Linked DNA regions of Danio rerio: all the other regions are linked to region 3. A link is a contact called in public HiCAR-type data. All regions are on one chromosome and are shown on one strand. The core of a region is the stretch at or near the end of the contact, and the rest is flanking DNA. Distances in the headings are between cores, read along the strand shown.

What was found. HiCAR-type assays count read pairs that join an accessible place to other places.
Region 1: a contact with region 3 is called in a HiCAR-type map of caudal fin, with 18 times the contacts expected there. The contact joins the enhancer-like site here to the promoter of inka1a in region 3. A contact is called at or near these places in 10 of 18 Hi-C or Micro-C datasets (caudal fin, embryo, fibroblasts and 3 more) and 3 of 4 datasets of contacts at active chromatin or transcription factors (caudal fin, embryo and gastrula embryo).
Region 2: a HiCAR-type map of caudal fin shows a contact between it and region 3, with 7 times the contacts expected there. The contact joins the promoter of gnai2a here to the promoter of inka1a in region 3. A contact is called at or near these places in 8 of 18 Hi-C or Micro-C datasets (caudal fin, embryo, hematopoietic stem cells and 2 more) and 2 of 4 datasets of contacts at active chromatin or transcription factors (caudal fin and embryo).

Annotation. Positions count from the first base shown.
Region 1 is chr11:37,541,536-37,545,771 of GRCz12tu, reverse strand. No RefSeq gene overlaps it. Among named protein-coding and RNA genes, the nearest start is that of traip, 14 kb to the left of the region's middle. Within about 2 kb of position 2,886, at least 15 of the 62 cell types and tissues checked have an H3K27ac peak or open chromatin away from gene starts, as enhancers often do. A contact at or near this core is called in caudal fin, where this site is marked.
Region 2 is chr11:37,233,442-37,237,800 of GRCz12tu, reverse strand. It overlaps gnai2a (guanine nucleotide binding protein (G protein), alpha inhibiting activity polypeptide 2a), which reads right to left and starts at 2,505. Exons shown (of 9, transcript NM_001001818.2): 1 at 1,863-2,505. The coding sequence starts at 1,980.
Region 3 is chr11:37,364,446-37,368,475 of GRCz12tu, reverse strand. It overlaps inka1a (inka box actin regulator 1a), which reads right to left and starts at 2,213. Exons shown (of 3, transcript NM_001079988.1): 1 at 2,127-2,213; 2 at 1,935-1,988. The coding sequence starts at 1,937.

The DNA.
Region 1 (4,236 bases), core at 1,637-4,136, 180 kb before region 3:
AGTGAGTGATGTTTACGTGCAATTTTCACCTATGTCTTAAGGTGGTCATATTTAACCGTGTTCAGTCATTTTCTTTCATTTTTTTTTGCAGCCAAAATCCAGTCGTTCCATTTCAATCGGGAATTTAGTAATGCAAATGTGCTGCACTGAAGCTAGACAAATGACAAATGCACACCTTAAAGGAACATTCCACTTTTTTGTAAATAGGCAAATTTTACAAGTCCCCGGTTTAAAAATGAGTTTCAGCATTTTTTAATTCATTCAGCCTATCCCAGGGTCTGGAAAGAGCACTTTTAGCTTAGCTTACCATAGATCATTGAATCGGATTAGACCATTAGCATCTCGAAAAAAAAAATTCCTATTTAAAGCTTGACTCTTCTGTAATATCGCATCATGTACTAAAACCAATGAAAATATATAAAAAGTTTGTATTTTCTAGGTCAATTTGGCTAGGAGGGAGGCTCAGTGGTTAGCACTGTCACCTCACAGCAAGAAGGTCGCTGGTTTGAGTCCCGGCTGGACCAGTTGGCATTTCTGTGTGGAGTTTGCATGTTCTCCCAGTGTTGGCGTGAGTTTCCTCTGGGTGTTCCGGTTTGCCCCACAGTCCAAAGACATGCGCTATGTCAGTTGAATAAATTAAGTTGGCCTTAGTGTATGTGTGCGAATGTGAGAGTGTATGGATGTTTCCCAGTATTGGGTTGCAGCTGGAAGAGCATCCGCTGTGTAAAATATATGCTGGATAGTTTGGTGGGTCATTCAGCTGTGGCAACCCCTGATGAATAAAAGGACTAAGCCGAAGGAAAATGAATGAATGAATTTGGCTGGGAAGTATACTCTTATTCTGGCGTAATAATCAAGAAAATTTTATGCTGTACCATGGCTTCAGCAGGCGCAATGATACAAAGCTATGATACGAAGTGATATGGAATGGAATTGTTGGAATAGACAGTTTTTCTGTTTTAGACTTTCTGTAGCTGAAATAGTTGTTGCACTAGCATAAGCAAATAGTGGTAAAAATGAATTCCTTCAATGCCATGTTATTTACATTGGATAAAAGCATCTATCAAATGTAAATGTATGTTAGCGTTCATGCGTTTACAACTGCAGGTGACAAAAAATGCAGAGCTCACCTAAAACACTTTTTCAATATATACTCTGAAAAATGCTGGGTTGCTGTAAACCAACAATGGGTCAAATATGAACAAGCTTAACCATTGGGTTACAACAACCTAGAACGTTTAGAGTGTAGTTATCATAATCTCCAATGCTCCAAAAATTTGGAATTGTGTCCCAAATAAAGTAAAAGAATCTCCTAGAATTCATGTTTTGAAAAAAAAAAAAAACGTTGAGACGTACCTTTTTAAAATTGTATAAGTATAACAGCATTTGAAGAATATCCATTTTCGAAGATCACGGCAATTCGTAACTTTTTGATTTAGTTGCTAATTCAGCTGAAATCATACAATCTCACTCATCCATAAGGGTGGGGTTTGGTACCACGCCTTCTTTTAAAAATCGTACATTTCCTTATAACTGAACTTGTACAAATTAGCCACAAAACTGGCAAAACTTAAAATAGTTACGTTTCCTCATGAGATCAGGCTGGCATTATATATATATATATATATATATATATATATATATATATATATATATATATATATATATATATATATATATATATATATATATATATATATATATATATATATAGTGGAGGTGACACCGTGGCTCAGTGGTTAGCACTATAGCCTTACAGCAAGAAGGTCCCTGGTTCGAGTTTGGGCTTGGTTAGCTGGTATTTCTATGTGAAGTTTGCATGGTTTCCCCATGTTCGCGTGGGTTTCCTCCAGGTGCTCCTGTTTCCCCCAAAAGTCCAAAGACTTGAATTGGAAAAAACTAAATTGGCCATAGTGTATGTGTGTGAATGAGTGTGTATGGGTGTTTCCCAGTACTGGATTGCAGCCGAAAGGGCATTAGCTGCGTACAACATATGCTGGATAAATTGGCGGTTCATTACGCTCTGGCAACCCCTGATGAATAAAGGAACTAAGCCGAAGGAAAACGAATGAATGAATAAATGTATATTGTGTATGTATGTATGCATGTACAGTTTGTGCATGTATATACACATGTAAATACTACTGTGTGTAAGTATATGTATATATGTGTTTACATGTATGCATTTATCTGAATATATATTTGTTGTTTGTTTTGCTCTATTTGTTTATACTCATATTGATATTTGACCTGATATTGATGTTGTTTCTTACTTTTTTGCTTGTGAAGTGCTTTGAGCTGTCTTTATGTTGAAAAAGTGCTATACAAATAAAAGTTTATTATTATTATTATTATTATTATTATTATTATATTATTATTATCTATTTCTAGCTTTCCTGTCCCAATCAATGGGCCATGGGAGCTACAAATAGACTTGGATTTGTTCTTTCCTTGTTTAAATCACATAACGAATCCATGTATGTGTATACTTAAATGTTTTTGCCTTCCTATCTCCTCAAAACTTTCCTTCTCCAATTTCTCCGAATGTTTCTCACAATGTGTTCCCGCCAGATCACTGCGCTCGCTTTATAAGAACCATCTGGGGCGACTCGTGCTCCGTAACTGTTTTCATTAGGTTAATGAAGCTGTGGAAGATAAGATACAAGGTCTTTTTATGGACCACGAGGCTCATGGGAAAGCAGAACTGGCAGGAAGAAGTCCCACAGAACATACTGAGGTCCAGCTGACCCCTCGCTCTATTCCTGTTTCATACAAGGGTCGAGACGAAAGTTTAATAGCACAAAATATTTACTGGCACTTTTAGCAATGAGTTAAGTCGCTCACTTCCTGTGGAGGGCAGCAGCTGGAGCTCCAGTATAAACATCTGTGGCTGATTTGGTGGTTCTGCTCCTCTGGGCTATTTTAAAGCAGATTCTGGAGTGTTTACATAGAGCCTGTGGGGGAACGGCCAGGCAGACAAGCATGTGAACCGAAGCTAAAGCAGGACAGGGTCTTCGCTGGGCCTCCGTTTCCGCTATTATATGTCTATACAGATCTGGAAACTAATCATAGATCATGTAGATTTGTGTTGAGATCTATGTGCAAATGCTTTATCGCAGCTAACCTCCTGCGAGGACACTTGACAGGTGGTATAAGCAAGCGAGAAGTGAGCATGCTGAATTTTCTCCTCTTAAATAACAGGGTTTGCTGCCTTCGGCTAAAGTTGCATCATGTTCAAGTATACGACACCAAAAATATGTGTGGGTAGAGATGTGCACATTTACATTCCAGTTTCCTGGAGACAGATTCATGAAAACTTTCTTAAGAAGCTAAGAAGTTGGGAAGAATGTTTGCAAGTACAAGGGTTGAACAATTCTTGAGACATTTTTAAATATTTAAGATTATTTGGAAAACGGCGGTACAGAAAATGGAAATACTTACCTCAGCCTACTTATTTGTGAAATCACAGGTTTGGCGGTAAAATGAACATCACTAGTATAACCAACTGCTTTTGCTCCTTTTCACACTAATGATATTTTCAGCAGCATATGAATAAGTAAGGCATTTTTTTGTGCAGTTTTTGTGTAAAACAGCCAAATAAATACCACAAAACAACTTAAAGATATCTATGATTTGCAATCTAGTACATTTGCCTCACCTATTGTATCTATCTCTATATGGAGAACTTTATATATGATCAGTTTGCTTCGTAGCTAAGGTGTTCACAGTTTCAAAAGTGGGATAAAAGCAAAGTAAAATGAAGGTAAACTTATATGGTCACAATGCACTTTTTCTCAATGACTTACATGGACATCAATAATCAGATTATTTGCCTTAATCTGATTAAGACAGGGCAATGTGGTGGCGCAGTGTGCAGTGTCGCCTCACAGCAAGTTCAAACCTTGGCTGGTTCATTTAGCATTTCTTTGTGGAGATTGCATGTTCTCCCCATGTTTGCATGAGTTTGGGTGCTTCTATTTCCCCCACAAGTCCGAAGACATGCAGTATAGGTGAATTGGGTAAGCTAAATTGTCCATTGTGTGTGTGTGTGTGTGTGTGTGTGTGTGAGAATGAGTGTTTGGATGTTTCCCAGTGATGGGTTGCAGCTGGAAGGGCATTCCCTGCGTAAAACATATGCTGGATAGCTGTCGGTTCATTCCATTGTGGCACACACACCATTAAAAAGGGGACTAAGTCAAAAAGAAAATGAATGATTAAGACAATAATATGATGAAG
Region 2 (4,359 bases), core at 1,256-3,755, 130 kb after region 3:
GTCATGTTTCCATGTTCTACACACTGTAATATGCTCAATGGCTTTTAGTTGCATAGCTGTAGTAATAGCAGCATTTGTTTATTTATGAATGCAACACTTATAGTTTAATTGTGGAGGCTTGCATTATGCCATCACCACACTTGGTTTCTCAGAAGCCCCATCTTGAGTACTGCACTGGCACCAGCTCTGATCCTTCAGTATTATAAAGCAACCTATGATGCAGTGAATTGAATGATAGAGAACACATAATAATGTATATTAGTTTTGGGTCACTTATAAAATTTAGAAAGTCTGATTCAATTTCTGAAAGTCTAAATGAAAATGATTACAATAACAAAATGAGTTGGTGTGTCATTAGTGAAACAATAATACTAACATGTTGAGTGTCACAAATGTCTTCTCATCTATGACGCACACGTTAGTAACTTATTCAGCAAGAAGCACCTTAAAGAGATAGTTTAGCCCAGTAATGTCCAAAGTCGGTCCTGGAGAGCTGGTGTCCTGCAGATTTTAGCTCCTACTTACCTCAACACACCTGAATGGATGTTTCTAGAAAGCCAAGTAAGAGCTTGGTTAGCTAGCACATGTGTGTCTGATTGGGGTTGGAACTAAACTTTACAGGACACCGGCCCTCTAGGACCGCGTTTGGGCACCCCTGGTTTAGCCAAAAATGTAAATTCTGTAATTTAGGCTACTCCTCACTGGTTCCGACCCTTTTTGAGTTCAATTCACCTGTTAAACACAAAAGACGATATTTTAAAGAAAGCTTTAAACCTAAAACCATTGACTTCAATAGTAGGCTATTTGTTTTTTCTAATTATGAAAGTTAATGGTTACAGTTTTATAGCTTTCTTCAAAATATCTTGGCTTGTGTTTAACAATTCAATTTGATTTCAATTTGTCTTTAATTCTGTGTGTGTCAAAGCAGCTTAACATAGAAGTTCTAGCAAAACAGAATAAAAAAAAAAAAATCACAAATCTTTGGAACCACTTGAGGGTGAGTAATTACCAAATACATTTTCATTTTTTGGTGAACTATCCCTTTAATGTGAGCTCAACTTCGCCTTTATAACAAATGTTAACAAATGATATACAGGTGACGCTTACAGCAAATAAGGTTGCTGGTTAGAGCCTCGGCTGGGTCAGTTGGCGTTTCTGTGTGGAGTTTCCCCCACAGTCAAGACACATGCGGTATAGGTGAATTGGATGGGCTAAATTGTCTGTAGTGTATGAGTGTGAATGAGTATGTTTCCCAGAGATGGGTTGCAGCTGGAAGGGCAAACGCTGCATAAAACATATGCTAAATAAGTTGGCGGTTCATTCTGCTGCGGCAATTCCAGATTAATAAAGGGACAAAGCCGAAAAGAAAATGAATGAACGAAAAATTTTTACATGCTACAACAGGGGTGTCCAAACTCGATTCTGGACGGCCACTGTCCAGGAGACCTTAGCTGCAACCCTAATCAACCACACCTAAACCAACTGATTAAGGTCTTACTAGATATACTTCAACCTTTCTGGCAGATGTGTTGAAGCAAGTTGAAGCTAAACTCAGAAGCACACCAGCCCTCTTGGACCGAGTTTGGACATCCCTGTACTATAATAAAAGAAGAAAAAAAAAGAAATACAAGTACCTGAAACTAAATAACTAAGCAAGTGAACACTTTTTTTATTGTTGTTGACCTTTTCTTAACATCCGTTGACTGTTTCTCGAGGGCCACACCTGAGGAAACCTGACACACTTTGCCAACAAGGCACTTAAAATAAACTTTTCTTGACCCAAATTGACACTTGCAGACGTGACAAAGTGTTTATACGTGTGCTATGATGTACAGACCGGTTATCCGGGATTCGTTACTCACCCAATAACAGCAGTTTCACTTCCTTGGCGGCTTTCTCCCCGTCCTCGCGCAGATTTCTGTCAATCATTTTGGACCGCTCCAACGCGGCTTTATCTTCCTGGCTCACGGTACAGCCCATGGTTCCGAATGCGCGCTTCAGGGCGACGGATTTATGAGTATAGATTTAAGAGAAAAAATGAAAAGGTATTACCCTTTTAAAGCGAGAGGAGACCTTAAAAATAGTCTTCCGTGAGTAACTTCCTCTTTTGGCTTTGAAAAAACCCGACTGTCGCAAGTCCAAGAAAAGGAAATGTCCTTAAGACACAAGTAGCTCCAAAACCGTTGTTTTTACGCGTCGGAAATTTTTCAGCAAACCGTATGAGGTTTGGGGCAAATCTGAACTGATATATTTGAATGAAATTTGAACAACACCTGGAATCTGTTGACGTTTAACGTTAAGGCTCCCGAGAGAAACCAAGTAACCAGACGCTGGAGTTTTACATCACGCGAATGGGGAGGGAAAAACTTACATCCACAAATACAAAAAGTTTGCCCCAAAAAAGTTTAGATCAACCCCCTTGTGCTCAGGTATGAAAAAGCAAGACGATCGGTGAAACGTGCTGCGCCTGGAAACGTGAATGAATCCGAAAATGCAACAAAAAATGTCCGTTGTGCTCCTCGGTTAGTCCTTTCGGTGGTCGCCGAGGATTTAAAGAGCACGCGCCCGTTAGAAAGCAAACGCTGAGTGGTTTCTGATTTCTGTGAGTGTTTTCACAGCCGCCACACCCCAGTCTGCTCCGAGAAGTTGCTCTCTCTGCCACACACACATACATACACACAGTTCAGAATTGTTGGGCTCCTCGCGCACTGCCAGCCAGCCCCTCTGATACGCCCACCGCGGGTGCTCATGGGAAATGAAGTTTGCACGAACCAATAAATTTGCATTCAAACGAACTTGAATAACAAAATAACTGATAATTATTCACAGTGTGACTCTACTTACTATGTCTTATTTTATATTGTAGTTCAGTATTTATGATATAATATGATATATAAATATCACGTTATTATATAAATATCACGTTTTGGCGACATGGTGGCTCAGTGGTCAAGAAGGTTGACGGAGTCCCGACTGGGTCAGTTGGCATTTCTGCGTGATGTTTGCATGTTCTCCTCGTTTTAATTGCAGATTGAATTTAATTGAGTGTATTGTATAAGTGTGTAAGTATGTGTGGATGTGTGTGGATTATATGTTAATTTCTGTTTTTTGATGTGTATGTTTTACACCTTTTATTTTATTTTCCCTTTATACGCCTTTTTATTATTTATTTTTGTACTCTTTTATTTATTTATCTTTGATTTATGTAGGCCTGTTTATTAATTTGTTTATTTTATCCACAATTTTTTTCATAAAGTTTAATAAAAGTAATTTAAAAAAACTCTCCTTTCTTTTTTTATTATTATGGATGAAAGTAGGGGCGACACAGAGGCTCAGTGGTTAGCGCTGTTGCCTCACAGCAAGAAGGTTGCTGGTTCCAAAGACATGCGCTATAGGTGAATTGAATAAATTGGCCATAGTGAATGAGTGTGTGTATATGGATATTTCCCAGAGTCCACTGTGTAAAATATATGCTGGATAAGTTGGCGGTTCATTCCGCTGTGGCGACCCCTAATAAATAAGAGACTAAGCCTAAGAAAAATGAATGTACGGATAAATGTATAAACAAAAAGAACATAGAGCAGATAAACAAAAACACTTGACCCTCAGGAATAAATCTGCTGGAAAGATCCAAAAGAGGATCAAAAACTATTTTAATGAAAAGTTCAAATAACAAAATCAAAAGTTCAAATAACTAAATATTTGTCATCTGAAAAACATTTTAAGAAAAAAAAAATGTTTTCACCATAAAGAATATTTTGTAAAATGAAACGTTTTTATGGATGCTAAAGGGATTATAAAGCCAAAATGTAGCTGAAAACAGTTAACCAAAACAAGTGGAAGACAATGGTTGCTGGTTTTCAGCTTTCTTTAAAATATCTTCTTTTGCGTTAAAAAAAAAACTTAAACTGGTTTGGAACATTCATTCATTTTTCTTCGGCCTAGTCTGATTTATCAGAGGTCACCACAGCAGAATGAACAGCCAACTATTCCGGCATTTGTTTTACACAGCAGATGCCCTTCTGGTCACAAGCCAGTGGTTCGAGGCAGGATTCAAACCAGCAACCATCTTGCTGTGAGGCTAACCACTGAGCCACTGGGTTTGGAACATCTCAAGGGTGAATATTTGATGACAGAATATTGATTGACATTTTGGCTGAACTATCCCTTTAGAAGTTCTTCATGAAACCATCAATGACAATAAAAAAGCTTTATGTGTGGTAGCAGTAACAAACATTGTAGCAAATCCACATGATGTTTCACCTGGAATAAAACAGCACATAAGGCACACATAGAGGAAAACTTTTCATCAGTGGTATCCCTGAATAGTTTATTATATTATTTCTAATTATTTCTGTC
Region 3 (4,030 bases), core at 964-3,463:
CATCTCAAATTTGGGTCACACTCCCTTCGATTTTGTTTTCCTCGTATTGACTAATCGTGCTCCTTAGACAGGCTTGGACCTGCAGGAGCTCTGTTAGAGAGGGCATGGCTCTATTTGTCTGGAGGAGCTGAAAAACCACTCTAATCTATGCAGAGGGCGACCCAACAACTGATGAATGCACATTATGTGGACACACTCACGCCCAGCTATCAGAAAGGATGGATGACTACCACCTTCACATCTAAAATCTGTTAGAATAAACCTGTTAGTAGCCACACCTGGAAAACATCTTTTCAAAAGAGCAATTACCACACCTTCAATCCATACTGTCAGACACATGTACGAAAACATACAAATCATAATCAAGTAACGGAAGGTTGATCTCTTACTCACTTGAAATAGACAAAGTGACTCATTTTTTTGCAAGGAAGCTTCTTAGACTGAGGACTGAATTGAACTCAGTATCAAATAGTCAAGAAAATGGGGAAAATGTGACCTCATGAGTCTGTTTTAAATGATTCACTACAGGCTTAGTTCCAGTTCCAAACACAACGAAAACATTACTGCAACACACAATGTTTTAGTAAGACGTAATTGAGAAATTAACCAAAAAGCCGAAGATGTGGATCAATTCTAATAGCAAATTTGGCACAATAATACAAACTTTACCAACATTGTAAGTGTTAACACCAAAGTCTTCCCACCTTTTGAAGCTTTTCTAACTTTCTAATCAATAAACACCGTAATAACTAGTATTTTCTGAATCTAAACACACCAGAATAAAGCCACAAAGGCATGCACACAACTGAGTGTTGGCATTATTTCAATGCACAGATTGCTGCGAGGTGCAGATGTCATTCCATATGCTGAAATTTCAACAACGGACATTTCTTCACTGCAACTAATCCGTTGCAACAGATTAAACATACAGTGATGCCCAATCAGTGGAGCTTTATCTATTTTAATTAAATACAACTCACGATCTCACTATCTATCCATACATCTATCAAACTGAGTGCGTTTAATATCAGTGATGCCAAATGTAAAAAGCAATACCACATTTAGGACGACAATCGTGCAACTATCTATCTAAGTATCTATTTTACTATCTATTTATTTATCTGTCTATCTATCTATCTATCTATCTATCTATCTATCTATCTATCTATCTATATTAAGCATGAGCTACTTTTCCTTTTTAGGCTAAAGATTTATATAAAAATATTAAAATACTTAATGTATATACTTAAATAATATCCATCTATCTATCTAAGCTTGAGCTACTTTTCCATCTTACGCACTTAAAGACTTATTTACTGCAACTAATCCTTGGCAACAGATTCGTACAGTGATGCCCAAAAACTCCCAAAAAGTGTGGAGAGGTGATATTTTGGACAAATGCCTACCATTATTCACAAACAATGACAAGAATCCGAGATGCCAAGTGTAAAAGGCAATATCAAATATATAATGACAGTTGTGTAATCCATCTATCTCTCTAAGCATGAGCTACATTTCCATCTTTCACACATAAATATTTCTTCACTGCAAATAATCCTTTGCAACTGAATACACATAAAGTGACGCCCAATCAGTGCAGCTTTACCAATTTTAATTAAATACAAAGTCCCAAAAAGTGTGGAGAGGTGATATTTTGGACAAATGCCTACCATTATTCACAAACAATGACAAGAATCAGAGATGCCAAGTGTAAAAGGCAATATCAAATATATAATGACAGTTGTGTAATCAATCTATCTCTCTAAGCATGAGATACATTTCCTTCTTTCACACATAAATATTTCTTCACTGCAAATAATCCTTTGCAACTGAATACACATACAGTGACGCCCAATCAGTGCAGCTTTACCAATTTTAATTAAATACAAAGTCCCAAAAAGTGTGGAGAGGTGATAATTAAGAGAAATGCTTACCATTATTCTTAATAATGACAGTCCAGAAATGAAGTCCAGCAGTTTTAGATACTCCTGAAAAAGAAATGAATGCTTTATTAGTCATAAAACACAGTAAACTAATACAATCAATTTAAAAATGAATTTATTAGATGCAAGGAACTATAAGCAGATAAACAAAACAAGCTCCTCAGATGGAGAATCAAGACTTACATTTGCTGGAAAGCCCCTCAAAAAGAGCAAAATCCTTCTGTACAATCCTGTGCAGATGTGGCTCTTGTTACTCAAACTCCAGATCCTGAGCCCCTCACTGCAGCCCAGCGCATATGTGCTACTCCAGCATGCGCGTCTCCGCCAATCGCAGAACAGCATCCCTGCGCTCTCCAATCAAATCATCTCAGCGAGAGCCAATCACGGCTCGCATGAAATCTGAGCGCTCATTTCCTTCCTCTATCAAATTTTTGAGTGATGCCAAGTGCAAAAGACTGTATCAAATGTATAACGACAATTATCTATCTATCTATCTATCTATCTATCTATCTATCTATCTATCTATCTATCTATCTATCTATCTATCTATCTATCTATCTATCTATCTATCTATCTATCTATCTATCTAAGTATGAGCGACTTCCATTCTATGCTAAGGATATGTTTAAAAATACTGAAATAGTTAAAGAACGTATATAATTAAATAACTTTATTACTTAAAATATTTCAATAGTTGTATTATTTTTATTATTAGTGTTTTTTTTCATGCGTTGAATTGTTTGCATGTTGGTACGAATGTTAAGTATCAAACATTCTCTAAACAAACAAACAAAAGCAGACCAATAAATAGCATGGTTTTGCTACATTAACCATAGTTTAATGATGATATTTGAAGCAAAACTATGTTTATGCAAATAGTAATCAATGGATTGTGCAAACAAACATGTTACTACGTTTTAACTATATAGTAAAAACGTAGTTCATTTTTCGTGAGGGTTTAACCGTGAGTAATGCAAATATGACCACAAAGAACTTGTTATTTGATCCCTTGTTATTTATTTTACAGTAAAAAAAGTCATATTTAAGCTCAAATATGTGGATATTACGACATTAAGCAGCTGGTTCCCTCAGGAGAAGAAAAATCGACTAGGGCGTCTTTTACTATCTTTGATTCTTAAATATCTTAAAAAGCACACATTGACAGATTTATTCACCTACCTTATTATCAGCATCCACGAAAACTTATTTATACGACATTAGGAAGAATCAGTCAAAATCACAGCGTGTTGAGCAGCGTCATCTGGCGGTCGGAGAAAACGCAGCAGAGTCCATCTTTTTTTTTTTAGCAAATCGATTCTTTAAAACTATTACACATGAAACGACGATTGCTGCATTGCTGGACCACAATCATTAACTTTCAACCCATAAATGATATAGCACAAGGCACAATCAGTCAGAGTCAAAGCGTGTTGATCAGCGCTCTCTGGGGGTCGGAGAAAACGCTGCAGAGTCAAATAATGTTAACGAATCGATTCTTTTGAACTTAAAAACATGACACGATTATTTCATAACTGGACCGCAATAATAACTTTAACGCCATAATGGTATAGCACACGACACAAATAGATAAAAATATATTTAGAAAAGACACATTCTTAACTAATGCAATGAAATTCCCAAAAGGTCTCCACGTGGAGCTGATCACGACAAACTCAAGGTGTTTATTGTTTTTAAAGTTAAATCTTCCCATTAATCATCCACACCCCTATTCTTTATTATTCTTCCACCCTCATCTATGACACATTAGGTAAGATTAGAGGTGTTTGGACGATCAAACTCGCACAAAAACACGAGTGTGCAGTAGATGATTCTTTTGTGATGCTAAAGCTCAAATGTGCCAATCCGATTTACATGTAGGAAAAGTGTGAGCTGTTACTGTACCTGCTTATTGTGTTGACTGATGGCCACTTCAAGTGATCTTCCTCAAGTGTTAAACCTTAATGCATGCAGGTAAAGTGGAAAGCACTTGTCTGATCTGTGAACCGGGCATGCCTTCAAGGTTTATCGCCTTCTTGTCTTTAAGAAGCAGAACATAACACAACACATATCTCAATTGTCTGATCATG